2 separate regions of the Mus musculus genome follow, and region 1 is linked to region 2. A link is a contact called in public HiChIP or PLAC-seq data. All regions are on one chromosome and are shown on one strand. The core of a region is the stretch at or near the end of the contact, and the rest is flanking DNA. Distances in the headings are between cores, read along the strand shown.

The links. HiChIP or PLAC-seq counts read pairs in DNA pulled down with a chosen protein or histone mark.
Region 1: an H3K4me3 HiChIP or PLAC-seq map of bone marrow-derived macrophages shows a contact between it and region 2, with 4 times the contacts expected there. The contact joins two enhancer-like sites. A contact is called at or near these places in 4 of 484 Hi-C or Micro-C datasets (bone marrow-derived macrophages, nephron progenitors and peritoneal macrophages), 2 of 115 datasets of contacts at active chromatin or transcription factors (bone marrow-derived dendritic cells and bone marrow-derived macrophages) and 1 of 9 other capture datasets (bone marrow-derived macrophages).

The regions. Positions count from the first base shown.
Region 1 is chr6:89,256,733-89,259,909 of GRCm38.p6, forward strand. No RefSeq gene overlaps it. Among named protein-coding and RNA genes, the nearest start is that of Gm36735, 15 kb to the right of the region's middle. Within about 2 kb of position 1,574, at least 80 of the 459 cell types and tissues checked have an H3K27ac peak or open chromatin away from gene starts, as enhancers often do. A contact at or near this core is called in bone marrow-derived macrophages, where this site is marked.
Region 2 is chr6:89,414,604-89,417,668 of GRCm38.p6, forward strand. All of the region lies in intron 6 of Chchd6 (coiled-coil-helix-coiled-coil-helix domain containing 6), which reads right to left. Among named protein-coding and RNA genes, the nearest start is that of Gm52910, 4.5 kb to the left of the region's middle. Within about 2 kb of position 1,353, at least 11 of the 459 cell types and tissues checked have an H3K27ac peak or open chromatin away from gene starts, as enhancers often do. A contact at or near this core is called in bone marrow-derived macrophages, where this site is marked.

The DNA.
Region 1 (3,177 bases), core at 324-2,823, 160 kb before region 2:
GAAAGTGATCTGCCTGTACACAGCAAGAGGCAGGCAGTGGCCTTGGTGGAGACCTGAGAAGCCTGTGTCTGGGACATCTGAAAGCCAGAGTGCTGCACAGGACAACGGACAGAGCATCAGGGATGTGAGCTGTGTGGGGGCTGCCATAATTAAGGCCAACAGGAAACAGGCACACCGAGCAAGCGTTACCCAGCAGAGGATGATGCGACCCCCAGAAGTCTTCCCAGGGGCCTGGTACTAGAAAGCGAACCCCATCATACAGAACCAGAGGGGCCCTGAGATCCTCTGCTGGTACTGGAAAAGGCCAGCGTGAAAAGGAGCCCTAACTTCCTTTTTCCAGCAGAATCAGCTGACCTGTGACATAAACATAATGAATCAGCAAGTTTCTATCATGTAACACACCGTCTAGAAGCTTAAGGCTCAAAAGAACCAAGCTCTGGGCATCTGGGTACAGACCTAACCCAGCTCTACCAGGCTCTCCCATACCTTGATTAATAGATGGGGCCATTGCTCACGCCCAGGCTCCCTAGCTGAGCCTCAGCTTCTCATCCTCCTACAATGGTTGGCTGGCTCACTCCATGGCAGCCTCTGCAGACAGCAAGTTCTTATGCATGTTTCCCAGTGCCCCTTGGCTAAACCAAGTCATAAGGCCGGGCCTATTCCAAATGTGAGTAAGTAATAAACCCCTTCTGGAAAAGAAGGACCGCAGAGGCCTGTGATGAAAGTTAAGCCCAGGGAGAAGTAGAGGAAATACGTGGATGGACAGTTTTACAGGTCAGTCCTCTGGAGGATGTGTAGCCATCCCCAGTGGCTACCACGCAAACTCAACAGGGCTACACCGGTATGGTGTGCAGGCAGAAGCCAGCCTGGGTGTAGCCTACTGCAGGAAGTCAGGAAACTGTGGCTCACGTAATGACATCCTGTCTAAGTACCAATTCCACCCAGCACAGGCTTGCCACTTGCCAGTGTGGCTCCTGTTCCCAGTGGTTCCAGAGAAGTTGGCCATCTATGACTTCACATGAAGTCTCTGGAGTGTTGAACGTTATCCACTAATTAAAACTCTTCCAGTGCTCCTGACAGCATCTGCGCTTTGGAATGCTGTATAATGATGATACCACATGCCACAAGGGATGTGTCAACCCTGAAGGGACATGCAGCTCCATGAAGTCCTTGTGTGGCTACAGAACCTTTGGCCAGGGGCAAGCAGGGGGGCTGGGTCCAGACCCTGAATTCCCTGGAGGCTGGTTTAGGAGCAGGATATTGGGCTGGGGGGGGGGGGCGGCGGTGCTTGAATAGCAGAACTGCAGACACTGGAGTCAGGGTGAGGAGGCTGGGAATGCCACAGGCAGGCTGCTGGCTTGAGATAGGCTCCTCTCTCATCTTGCTGCTGTTCACCTAGGTGGACATAGACTTCTGTGCTCAAGAAAGCCAGACCTGACTGGGCTTCCAGGTCAGCCTTGGCTGATTAGTGTTGGGAGCCCAGGAAGGCACCGTAGTCTTTCTACAGTAGCTGTAGCTGTTGTTCTGCAGTGTCTGCAACAACGAGAAGAGCTGGGCTGGAGCTGGGGCAGGCGGGGCAGGGCTGTGGCAGATGACTTAAGGCCTGGTGACCTGATTAGTTTTGTTATTTTGACTCAGCTAGAGTTATCTGGAAAGAGGAACCACAACTGAGAAGATGCTTGCTGTAAGATTAGCCTGTGGGCAAGTCTGTGAGGCATTTTCTAAATGGTTAATGTACAAGGGCCCAGTTTACTATGAGTGGTGGCACCCCTGGGCAGGTAGTCCTGGGAGGTCGAAGAAATGTACCTGGATGTCAGCCTGAGGAGTAAGTCAGCAAGCAGTGTTCCTCCACAGCCTCTTCAGCTCCTGCCCCTGGGTTCCTGCCTTGGATACTGGCTCTGCCTTCAATTCATGGTCGACTGCTAGTTATAAACTGAAGTAAATTAAAGTTTGCTTTCTATTACTGCTCTAAAACACCATGACCGAAGGTAACTTGGGAACTCCCCCAAGGTTGGGTTAGGGTTAAGAATCAGGGAGACTAAAGTTAAACACCATGAAAGACCACAAGTCTCTAGAAACCTGCACCCTGGAGTTCCACCTACCAGGGACTCCAAGGATAAGACTGAGCCTACGGTGGCTCTGTCTCCAGCTCATAGGGGAAGCAGATAGTCTACGGAAGGCCTGGTTTCTCCATTTGTGTGACTGTGTGTATTGAGGCCCCGGCCCGGATCCCAGGCCAGGGGTTCTGAGACAGACACTGCTCATCTTCTGGGTGGGGTACTACTCATGTGCTCCCCAGAGCTTGGCCTCATTCAGATCCTCACACAGAGTGGAGTCCATCTGGATGGCTGGAGTACTACGCTGGCCACAGGATATCATGGCAATGGGAACCTGGAAGAGAGGCCTGGGGTAGAGCGGCGGTGCTGTTATAAGAGGTTCAGAGCTTACTAAAGGGACCCAGAAAGCCAGGGATGCAGCATGCTGGAATCAAGCTGCCCACTTCTGCAAAAGCAGCTGTCTAGGTGTCCAGCATCCAGCATTAGGGCCTGCTCTTATCTAAGATGAGCTACCCTACCTGGACAGGTCTGAGTTCCATCGCCATCCAACCTGCCTTCTGTCAGGGTTAGTACATGGCAGGGCTGCTCCTGAGTCCCCCAGGGATGGCTAAGCTATACCAGAATCCCCTCTAGAGAGGAGAAAGGAGGAGCAGATGGCTAGCTGGGACTGGGGTTCCTGGGAGCTCCTAGGGAAACTGACACAGCGTGGAGGAGAAAATGACAGAGTGGAAATTAGGTCAAACTCTGAAGGAGGAGAGAAGAGCTGGCGTGATGGCAGAGAGGGGCCCAAGAGGGCCAGCGCTGCCACACGGAGAAAGGGGTGACGGGAAAACTTTCTCCAATTATGTGCAGGAGAGCCAGCGTGTGTCAGCCAGGCTGCCTTATGATAGCAAATGACTGGGAGAAGCAGGCGCTTAATGGGTTTTTCACTGCCATCAGTTAACCCGAGCAAGTGGCCCTGGTGACAGCATGGGACAGAGGAGGGTGCTGGGCTCAAGAGCTCTTGGGCTGGCTGATTTCCAGTCTGGGCTTGGCCACAGGATTTCCGTGACGGTGACAGGAGGATGTACGGGACCAAGGGTGTGCTTACTCCTCAGACCTGCCTCAGACCACATGTTCT
Region 2 (3,065 bases), core at 103-2,602:
TGGATCACAGGTGCGAAGGACACCAGGAGCCCAAGTGGCCAGGGAAATCTCGGCTTCTACTTCAAAGGGATGACTGCACCTTCTGGCAGAAACACTCCTGTTCTGGAATCAAGAATTCTTTCCCAAAAGGAGCAAACAGTTGCAGGAACAAGAAGCAGGAAGATAAATTCAATGCTCAATTCATCCCCTCCCTCCCTTTTCCCATCCTATCCATGGTGATGGTGCTATCCACATTTAGGGCAAGTCTTCCCTCTTCAGGTAGACTCTACTCAAAGGCAACACACAGAGGTGTCTTCCAGGTAACTTTAAATTCAGTGAAGCCGACAGTGAAGAGTAACCATGCAGGATACCAAAACAGACCATATACTGGATTATAAGTCAAGCTTCCAAGAGATTTCACTTTCCTGTTCTCAAGTCACTAATTAGCAAACTGAACTTGAGAGCAAGCATACCAAAAGTAGAAAATCCTCCAATGTTTAGAAAATCATCAATATATTTCTTCAAGAAAAGAAATCTGAATTTAAAATTTTAAAAATTGAACTAAATTGCAATGAAAATACATCAGTTCAGAACTTAAAATGCTGTAGCAAAGCTATATGCTCAAGAGAGAATTCCTAGGCATGACCACAGATAAAAGAAAGGAAATAAAGCTGGGTGTGGTAAGCTTATCCACTGCTCATCCACAGCGAGCTGTTCTGAAGAAATGTGTTGTTAACAACATCATGTGAACAGTAGTAGAGCAGCTTATTATTTCTCTCTTAAATCAGCCAAATCACACGATGCAAACCCTGATGGCATGTGTTAATCACTTGGTGTGGCCTCCTGATGCAACTGAGACACACCATCTATAAGATGGCAGCAGCCACTGTCCAGGTCATAGAGCACACTACATTATGGCTGATTTTTTTCTTTGTAAAGTAGAATGAGCACACATTAAAATAATGACCAACAGTAGCCTCATATACAGAGCACTAAACCAGCAGCACCACCACTTGTGATCACCAAACATGGTGTGCTGTACACAGATGCCTGTGCTGTTGTCTCACTGGCTGCTCAGAGGTCTGTGTGCACTGACATGCAATGCTGTAGAAGTAAGTGTTCAGCCCCTCTGTGCTCTTCTGGCCTACTGCCCATGAGGTCCAAAGTTGTTTAAGGTGCTGCTAAATAGCACATGGATGCACTTTGCATTCTTAATAAAATGAAAATAGACCATGTGATTTTAATGTAACCCCAGCTTACTTCTAGGAACTTCATCTACATCTCTCTTCCCGCGCAGTACTCTGGTTATACCGGTCATCTTTCTGTTCCTTAAGTGAACTACAAGACTTCTTGTCTCAGGGCTTTATGCACATGCTGAAACTAGCTTCCCCTTCCTTCCTTTGGCAACTCCTTTTCATCTCATAAGAGTCAGTTCAAATGTCATTTCCTCTGCAAATCCAGCCTAGGTCAGGTTCCTTGCTGGACACTCCTAACTCATGCACCATATCTCATAGTACTACTAGACCATTGTGAACGTTTGCTGGGAAATTGCTTCCTCTGCAATTCAGTTTAAGAAACTGTTTTTCATATCTCAAATGTCACTAGGTTCTTCCTGGCAGAGAAAGAAGCTGTCCTGTTCCTAGCTAGAACCTCAGTTCTATCAGCTATCAGGAACAGGAGCCACGCCACATGTGGTAAATGAATGAACAAAAACATGGACAGAGTTTATCATCTCAGTAATCATTTGGTTTGCTCAGAGCTGTTAGCGATGCTCCACTGTCTTGGAAGGAAACTCCCACCATTTCTGCCACTAGCAGCTGGCATTCATTCCTGTGACATTTACAATGCAATTTGCAATCATTTGCTAATCTGAAAAATTTCACAAACATTTTTTCCTTTGATATTTAAGGAAAATACTTTCTAACTTTGCACTGTTTACTACATGAGGGAAAAGACAGTATTCTAGAAACTCTATTCATCAAATCTTTCTCTACCAAGCAAGTGTTGTGAAGTGACTCAATGGCTGCCATTATTAAAATCTCTTAGTACTGGTGGAGCTGAGACTCACAGATGGTTCACAAAGAACATCCACTTCTTGAACACAGTCCTAAAGGCTAGATACCCATGTGGCCATGGGGTGGCAGTTTCTGGGGAGTGAGAGGCCCATAGCCCTGCTTCATGGACAGTGCCTTCTCCCCATATCTTCTCAGGATGGGAAGAACAAGGCATCCTCCTAGCATCCCTCTCACATGAACACTGATCCCACTGACAAGGACTCAATACTTATGACCAGATCATCTCTCAGAGATCCAGCTGGGTTCCTGAAGACTGCTGACTCAGCCTCTAGCCAAAAGTCATGCTGCTACCACCATCAGCAGCTGACACAATCCTATGCCTCCCTTCTCTGTGGAGGCTATGTGCCATCATGTAGGGTATTGCAAAGTGTATCCTATTTAGAGGTGAAGAAACAAAGACCTCACTGATTGGAGTGACTTCCTAGTAAGTGTAGGGCTGAGGTCTGAGCCAGACGGTCAGGCCTAGTGATCTAAGGCCCCAGCCACCTACCCCAGGTTCAGAGAGTTCTTAGAGCAGAGGGTCCAGAGAAATAGTCAATGGTTAAGATCATTTTCTTGAAGAGATCCTGAGTTTGGTTCCCGGCACCCATATGGGGTGACTAACAGTTGTTTTACACACACACACACACACACACACACACACACACACACATTTTTATTTCTTATGTAAGTTGGTGTTTTGCCTACATGTATGTCTGTATGAGGATATTGGATCCCCCAGAATAGGAGTTAGAGACAGTTGAAAGCTGCCATGTTGGTGCTGAGAATTGAACCTGGGTGAGCAGTCAGCTCTTAACCACTAAGACATCTCTCCAGCACTCCTCTTTCAAAAATAATTATTATTTTTAATATGTGTTTTTGTACAATATGTCTATGTGTGAGCATATTCATGACATACATATATTAAAAATAAAATAGATCTTAAAAAAAAAGAAAGATAGCAGAGACAAAGACCTAAGACAGAGTGCTGAAACAGTCTGAGTTAGGCTTTAGCCCCAGGCCTGTTACACA